Linked DNA regions of Culex pipiens: region 1 is linked to region 2. The links are chromatin contacts, called in public Hi-C maps. All regions are on one chromosome and are shown on one strand. Each heading gives the region's core, a stretch centred on a gene start, on an enhancer-like site or on the middle of the called end of the contact. The rest is flanking DNA. Distances are from core to core; before and after follow the strand shown. Region 1 holds the start of LOC120414164 (dihydropyrimidine dehydrogenase [NADP(+)]). Region 2 holds the start of LOC120414176 (zinc carboxypeptidase-like).

Region 1 (3,949 bases), core at 829-3,328, 230 kb after region 2:
GATTACTTGAATGAACTTTTTCCGAGGCCTTTGGATAATCGAGTCTAGACTGAAGAGTCAAATGAAAAGATTGGGCTCGATGAGTAAAAGCATGAGCATGAGCATGAGAGACCACCCATGGTTGTCCTTCTCCGTTGCTGAACAGAACCGTAATATCCTTTCAGCACTACTGATCATAGGCTTCGACTATCAAGTGGTATTTCCCTTATCAACAGCATGTATGAATGCGCTGAAAAGATAAAACACCATGATTTCCAGACCAAGATCAGTTGCGAATAGGTAACAGTCATTGGCCACCAACGGCGCCCGCCATGTCAGTTTGTAGATCTCGATTAAGGGACGGGAATGTTAGTTAGCGCAGATTGCTACTAGGGCAGCTGATTTACTCTGTGCTTACACCCCACATGCGCCAGGAACCTGAAAATTGGTTAGTAGGATAGGGTGTTTGGTCAGGATTCATCATAGAAGATGATGATGCGACCCAAAATCATAATGTTTGTTGAAAGGTATTATATTTTATTCTCAAGGCAAACAATCGGTTGCTGCGGATGCGACATTTCCCGTTTAACTGTTGTTAAATTTTTAATGAAATGGTTTAATCTTAGACAGCCGGCTGTGGAAAGATAAAACCAAATAATATTTATTTATAGTATGAGGTGTTAAATGCAATGCTGCAATGATAGCGTAGTCTGATTTTTAATTATATAATCATTTAGTTCATGAATTTGTTACGGAATAGACGCGACGAACTCAATCATCAAGTGCCTTCCGATCTTCTTTCTGTTAGCTAGATAAGGTATTGATTTTCGTTGCCTCTCGAGCTACGATGCTATGGAGAGGGCTTAACACACAAACAACCGACGTCGAGCCCTCCGAGCTACGGAGCTATGGGAAGGTCTTTTCAACACAAAAAAGACTAGCGCACCACACGACGTTCTTGATGAATCAAAATAATTTTGTTACGCGATAAACCTAACGAACTCGAATCGTTTTCATCGAAAACTATATCACAATTCACGACAAAAATGCGAAACAAAAGGCACACACAAAAAAAAATCACTTTTCACTCCGAATTTTTTTTTTAACGACCGCGCGCTCCCTTTGCCAATTATGCACTCAGATTGGGCTCGATGAGTAAAAGTTAGAAAAACTAATTTTCATGTTCAATCTATTTAAGGCTATTCGAAGCCATCTCAAATAAACCTTAAAATGGCTGTAACTCAAAACCGGCTCGGTTCATCAAATACCAAAATTCATAAATTATAATTTCATGAAGAATCGTACAACTAAGATTTTTGTAAGAGGTTATATTTTAGGCAGACCGAGCCACGTAGCCCAGTGGTAACGCTTCCGCCTCGTAAGCGGTAGATCGGGGTTCAAATCCCGGCTCGGACCACACAACTGGTGATCTTTTCCCTTCTGGAATCGATTGCTTAGTAAAGGGAAGGTAGTGTATCGTCACAATGGAATGTTAACATTAACCTTAACATGTTAACAGTAAGTTGAGAATGAAACTGCCACTGAATCCGCTTTGTAAATGCCGGCCCCGATACTCTTCAAGGGTGTTCCCCTCAGGAACTGGGAAAGATTTACTTTTTTACTATATATTTTAGGCAGTCATTTTCATAACGTGAAACTTATCTGAAGAAACCAAAATTATCTGATAAAACTTTATTCGAGGGCAGAATTTTAAATCATTCACTGTCCTTTTGAAAGGGAAGTCCCCAAAATTCAAATCTTATACAAAAAGTATTAATTTCAGATCGTCAAAAAATGACAAAGCAATATGGATTAATAAGTGATTCATTATATACAGGCTTGTAGAGCGGCTTCGGTAGCGAATTTATTTATTATTGTTTTTTAGAAATAAGAAATAAGTGGCAACATTTTCATGCAAAAGACAATAAAAAAAACATAAAAATAAACATGGTGAATAGTCAAACGATTACGCAACCACGACCTCCCCTAGGACTCTGATAACAGCGCAATGCCATTCTGTGTACAGCTGTGTAGGAGCATTATAGTCCAAGTTCACGTCTTCGATGTGTCGACGTTCCAGAGATATGATTGCGCTACCAATACAATACTGTACCACACACAAACCGACTAAGCAGCTTTGACGCTAAGCTATTAGATGCTGCTGCTGGGCAAAGTGGTGGACCTGGAGATTGGACACGCCAACTTCAGTCTATCGGTGACCGTTCACTTACTCGGAAGGTTTGTACAGCCGCAGCTTCACGCTGCGACTCTGCTGTGATCGTTATCTGTTTGAAGAGAGTGCCTTTGAAGTGTGTTTTGTTGTTAGTTCTGCGTTTGCTAGCTAATTGCGCCTCCGCTAAATTACTGTGATTAGTCGCGGTTAATCTCCAGGACATAATTCCTCAACGCAGAACATCGTGTTCTGCTGTTCTGCTCCTATTCGGTGACAATCTCATTAAAACGCAAAAGAGAAACAAACAAGGCCTGGAATAACTCAACTTGATGGAACGCAAATCTCTCGAAATTGTCGTCGAGGGGCTGAAACCAGACGGTGGAAGGATAAATTACTTTTGATTTATTTGCGACGACAGCACACGCAAGCACTGTAGATTTATCTGTTCTGGAAGTTACGCAACGCCCCGCCACAAGAGATTTGAATAAATCAATTACGCACGTGCGTACCCCGTAATGCGTTCACGCGTAAGGAAGAGTCTGTGTGTTTCTATCCAAAACAAGATTTGGAAAAAAGTTTAAATTCGAGTAATCTCTGGTGTGATACAAGAGCTTACCCACCCCTTAAGAAAGAAACGTGTTCCCATCCAACTCATCACGTTGACGTTCAATAATGAAATTCGATTTTGCTCAACCCCACCCGCCGAAAAAGAATGAATCGTACGTTCTGTTCGTGTTTTGGATATCTAGCTGCACCTTTTTTCAAGTTTTGAAAAAGCTTCCTTGTACGAGCTAATACACACGCCCACCAGCAGTGGTTGTGATGTGTGGCTGTGCTGTGTTTTGACGATGACGACGATGAAACGTTGAAAATTGGAGGCACGACTCCGGCGCCACATGTGTGTCGTACGCTGGGTCGTACGAGTTTAGAAGGCAAAGCACAGACAAGTGAAACATTAGAGATGCTGTTTATCTGCCACTTTTAAGTCCTTATTGGGGACTAAACGGTAGAGGGTTCTGATTGATTCTTCAAAACTGTTTCTTCATTCAGTCCTTATCTGAATGTTTCAAACTGTGATAATTTTAAACACACTCACTTTTGAGCTTCTCTACTTATCTCTGACAACCTAAGCATTCGCCACACCGTCGCGATGCCGGTCTCTCCATCGAACTGGTTTCCCAAGGTGAAATATATAACGCTCAAATTCAATGACTTCAATCTTTGTCGTCTAACTGCCAAATTGGTCCTCCCCTTCGAATAGATTTTTTTTATTATTTTTTGTTCGCGCGTGTTATCGAACTTTATGAACATCTATTCAGGTGGAAACACCTGAAAATGCGCAAAAAAAACGATGGAGTGACATAAAAATTAGCATTACGAACGAATCGCGAGCTTCTTATCAAAACGATGCCTCCCTCGGTCGCTGGGGGCTGTTGCCAAGTGAATGAACCTCCCGCTCTCCCCCTGGTGGTGATATTTATTTTGTTCTTGTTTTATTTACAGGTGCATATCATTTTTCAATTTATCAGGCGATATTTTGATTGCGGTCGCGGACAACACCCACGCCGCACATTTTATGGACGAACAGTAAGAGGCGCACAGTTCGAGCGAATATTTTGTAAACATCCCATTTGAATAGACAAAACATTTCAGCATGAGTTGTGCTAGTGTTTTGACCAGCAAGGATCTGCCGGATATTGAGGTAACTATTGAGATACTCTAATCTTTCTCTTTACTCTTTACTCTTTACTCTTTACTCTTTACTCTTTACTCTTTACTCTTTACTCTTTACTCTTT
Region 2 (3,555 bases), core at 349-2,848:
TACAACTTTGTATGCAAGATGATGGTGAAGTCGAAGCCGATATCTGTCGGATTCGACATTTTTAATAATCAAACAAACGATGTAACAATTCCAGTCTTTTATTCAATCTACGAATCTCAACTCTACAACTCTCCCTTCTCCGCCACGCCATCGTAATACCCCAACTTCCTCGCTTCGCCCAGCATCGCCACGTACGCGGCCAGCGATTCCTCCCCCGTCGGAACGATCTCCTCCGCCGGCAAGATAAACATATTGGTACTCTCCGGCGGACCTCGCAGCTCAAAGGTGTACGCCACCGGAACGCCACACTCGGCGTACGCCCAGTCCACGCTGTCCCCCGACGACGGATAGATGGTTTCGATCATCGCCCCCGCCAGGTACTGCTTGCCGTGGGTGTTACGAATCGCTTCCGAGCCACGTTCGCCAATCGCTACCAGGTCGGCGTAGTTGTCTACCCGGTCCGTGGTGTAACCGTACGGGAACATGATCAGCTGGGAGTACGAGTGCATCGAGAAGTACGTCCGGATGCGCGCCGATTGGGCGTTTTGCTTGACAAAGTTCTGGATGACCTGGGTTTCCGGCTCGCTGGCGGCGGATCCTCCGGCAAAGTCGTACGCACACGGGTCCGAACTCGCTCCGATGCCGTTCCAGTTGCTCTCAAAGTTCCGGTTCAGGTCGACTCCCCGGCACAAGCCGTACGGACGGCGGTTTTTGCGCCAGAAGCGATCCGCGTCGAAGGTGTACTTGTACCCGTCCGGATTGACCACCGGGAAGAAGAACCAGTCAAAGTTTGTGGCCAGGTCGCGGACTTCGGGGGCTTGAGACGTGAGCAGCTGGTTCAGGATGTACGTGCAAACCGCCGGGGAGATCCACTCGCGGGCGTGGATTCCGCATTCGACAAAGACAGCTGTATTGCCGGGTTTTGCAGACAGCTTTACTCCTTTGATGAGATTGCGTTCGTAACTCGCCTGCAGCGGGATGACCGTTAAGAGTTCCGGATACTTTGAAGCTTGCAGATCAAGCCACTTGTGGATCGTATCCAGGTGGAAGTAATGCGTCCAATCAAACTGTTCCGGAGCAGTTCCCTTTGGCATAACCGTCAACTCCTGCGCATCGATCAGCTCTTGGATGTTGTACAACTAAAACATAAACCAAAACCTCAGCAGATCCCCACCAAACCAATCCACCAAATCAACCTACCAACACCTGCCCCTGAATCTGAAACCGGTCCATCAGATCGCTGATCTCGGCGATCTTCTGCGGCGCAACCATAATCGACAGGTTCTGGTTCGGCTGCCGGGCATGACCCATGAACTGGTAGCTGTCGCTGCGGTTCTCCAGCTGCTGCATGATACCGACCTGTTCGTCCGTCTCCAGGAACACCCGGTAAATGCGGAACTGGTCGTAGCGGGCCTTGTTGCTCGCCGCGGCCGAGGCGGGACCATCGCAGGCGATACACGCGTTGATTCCGAAGAACACTGCCAGGATCAGCGGCGCGAGTTGCACCGGGTGATTGAGTAATCGCATCGCTTTCGGATAGTGATACCGCAAGTAAGAATACTACCGACTTGCCGGTAGGCACAGCAACGAATGATCTGAAGTGCATTATCAGCAAGCAGAGGAAGAGGTTCATGAACCGTTGTTCATTTCAAAGAGTGTTCACTCACGTAGCACGAGGTAGTGTGAGTAAACGTAAGAGCTCGGGTTTATCTGCCAAAACCAGATGATACAGCAGAACTAGCTGCAAGAATCGAATGTTGTGGACAGTATTGAATTTTATTTGATTTTTTTAAATGCAAGAATGCAATGACCTACGAAAATTTAAAAAAATATCTTCACAGACTAAACTCGAAAATTTAAAAAATATCTTCACAGGCTAAACTCGAGCGGAAGCATGAACTTTGGAATCCCCAAAAACAAATACAACTTGATTTTTTGAAAAATATTTAGATAGGCCCGAATGGTTTTTTTTCTACCAAGTTCGTATGGAGAATTTGGGCAGTTCGTCAAGGAGCAGACCACACAAATTCTTCATACAAACTTTGAAGAAAAAACGTATGAAACCTTAAAATGCTGTATGAAGGTGTCTGGACCAAAGAGTCGACGTTTGGGAATATTTTTATCGATTCCTTGAGATTTGTTAGGAGTTCATTAACATTAATGCTTAAAATAACAAAAATAAAGTACCTAATTACACCCATTTAATAAATACACCCATTTTAAGCCTGATAAGCGGTCATGTTTAAATGATGCTGGATAATCTGGAGTGTTTCTTGAAATTTACTAAAACCAAGTACACCAACGAGTGATGCAACTTTTTGTGAACATTTCAGTTTATTTTCACTTCTACTAAAAGTTATTCTATTCCTTCTACAAGCAATTAAAAAAAATATTTCCCAATTGTATTCTAATCAGACGAGAATGCATCGGGCCACGCCCATTCCGTAGTAACAGAATCTGCGTTTGTAAACAAGCAGTCTGTCCCCTCTTACTTGACGTGAACTGTCACTTGAGCAAAAGGGATAGACTGCTTGTTTACAAACGCAGATTCGCCCTGTTGAACTGTTACTACGACATTTTTCTATTTTCAGCTCAGTTCACTTTTCTTCCAGTGCTCTTTTGAGTCGGCTTAGTGCTGCCAATTGTGATAAAATTTTAAGCGAACACTCACGAAAAGTAGCATTTATAGAGAAAGTTTCCTGGCATCACTGGCTCACACCAACAGGCGCTGCTGGTGGTGTTGTTTGCCTTCGCTTCTCGCTTGGTTTTCTTCAGCCTTCGATTGGAATGGGTCGTCAAAAGTCAAACGTCAAAGGACTTGGCGCGGTTGGTTTTTTGATGGTGCTTGCTAATTATTTACATGTTTTGGGATTATTTTTCAAGTCAGTGACTAACTAATGTTCAAAAGCACATGTTGCCGGTAGGTGGAAGCAATGTCATAGCTTTGCTTTGAAAACGATACCGCAAGTAAAAAATGTTGATGGCGATTTTTGTTAAGCAGTTACTCCTCATCTTGCGTGAGGAGAAAAAAGTGTATTAAATTTAATCTATTTGGCCAGTAAGCGACATTTGCGTGCTTACTCGAGGCGGTGCTGTTGCTGGTAAGTTTATAGCCTAAATAGTATTTTTGGAGCTTTTATCGAGCATCAAACTCTCCGTATGACGAAGATAGGTGTTTGATTAGAAAGGGTATGTTTCCCCTATTGTGTTTCTGCAAATGTAAGCAAATATGCTGTGCATATTAGACTGGCTCGTCGTTATATCGTCGCTGTCGTGCTAACTTGTCGTACGTGCATTCTGAACCCAATTGAGTTTGGAACGCAATTTTGTGCAGGTCACAATGCCTAACTTTATGACCTTCATAGATTTCATTTTTGAGATATTCATTAAAAACCGAAAGAAGTCCGTGCATTTTTGTCACTTTACATACGAAAGAAATTTCAATCTTGTCTGTCCCCTTAAGTGGAGCACCGTCTTCCAAATTTCCTATCCTTGTCCCTGGTGCGCGATGGAGATGGTTTCGGCCGGCAATGGACGGCTGTCATGGTGGTGAGA

What was found. A called contact is a pair of places that touch in the nucleus more often than the background predicts.
Region 1: a contact with region 2 is called in a Hi-C map of whole body, with 4 times the contacts expected there. The contact joins the promoter of LOC120414164 here to the promoter of LOC120414176 in region 2. A contact is called at or near these places in 2 of 3 Hi-C or Micro-C datasets (embryo and whole body).

The regions. Positions count from the first base shown.
Region 1 is chr1:36,931,034-36,934,982 of TS_CPP_V2, forward strand. It overlaps LOC120414164 (dihydropyrimidine dehydrogenase [NADP(+)]), which reads left to right and starts at 2,079. Exons shown (of 6, transcript XM_039575216.2): 1 at 2,079-2,217; 2 at 3,656-3,854. The coding sequence starts at 3,807.
Region 2 is chr1:36,699,416-36,702,970 of TS_CPP_V2, forward strand. LOC120414176 (zinc carboxypeptidase-like) reads right to left here and starts at 1,599. Exons shown (of 2, transcript XM_039575249.2): 1 at 1,201-1,599; 2 at 83-1,139. The coding sequence starts at 1,527. The coding sequence ends at 123.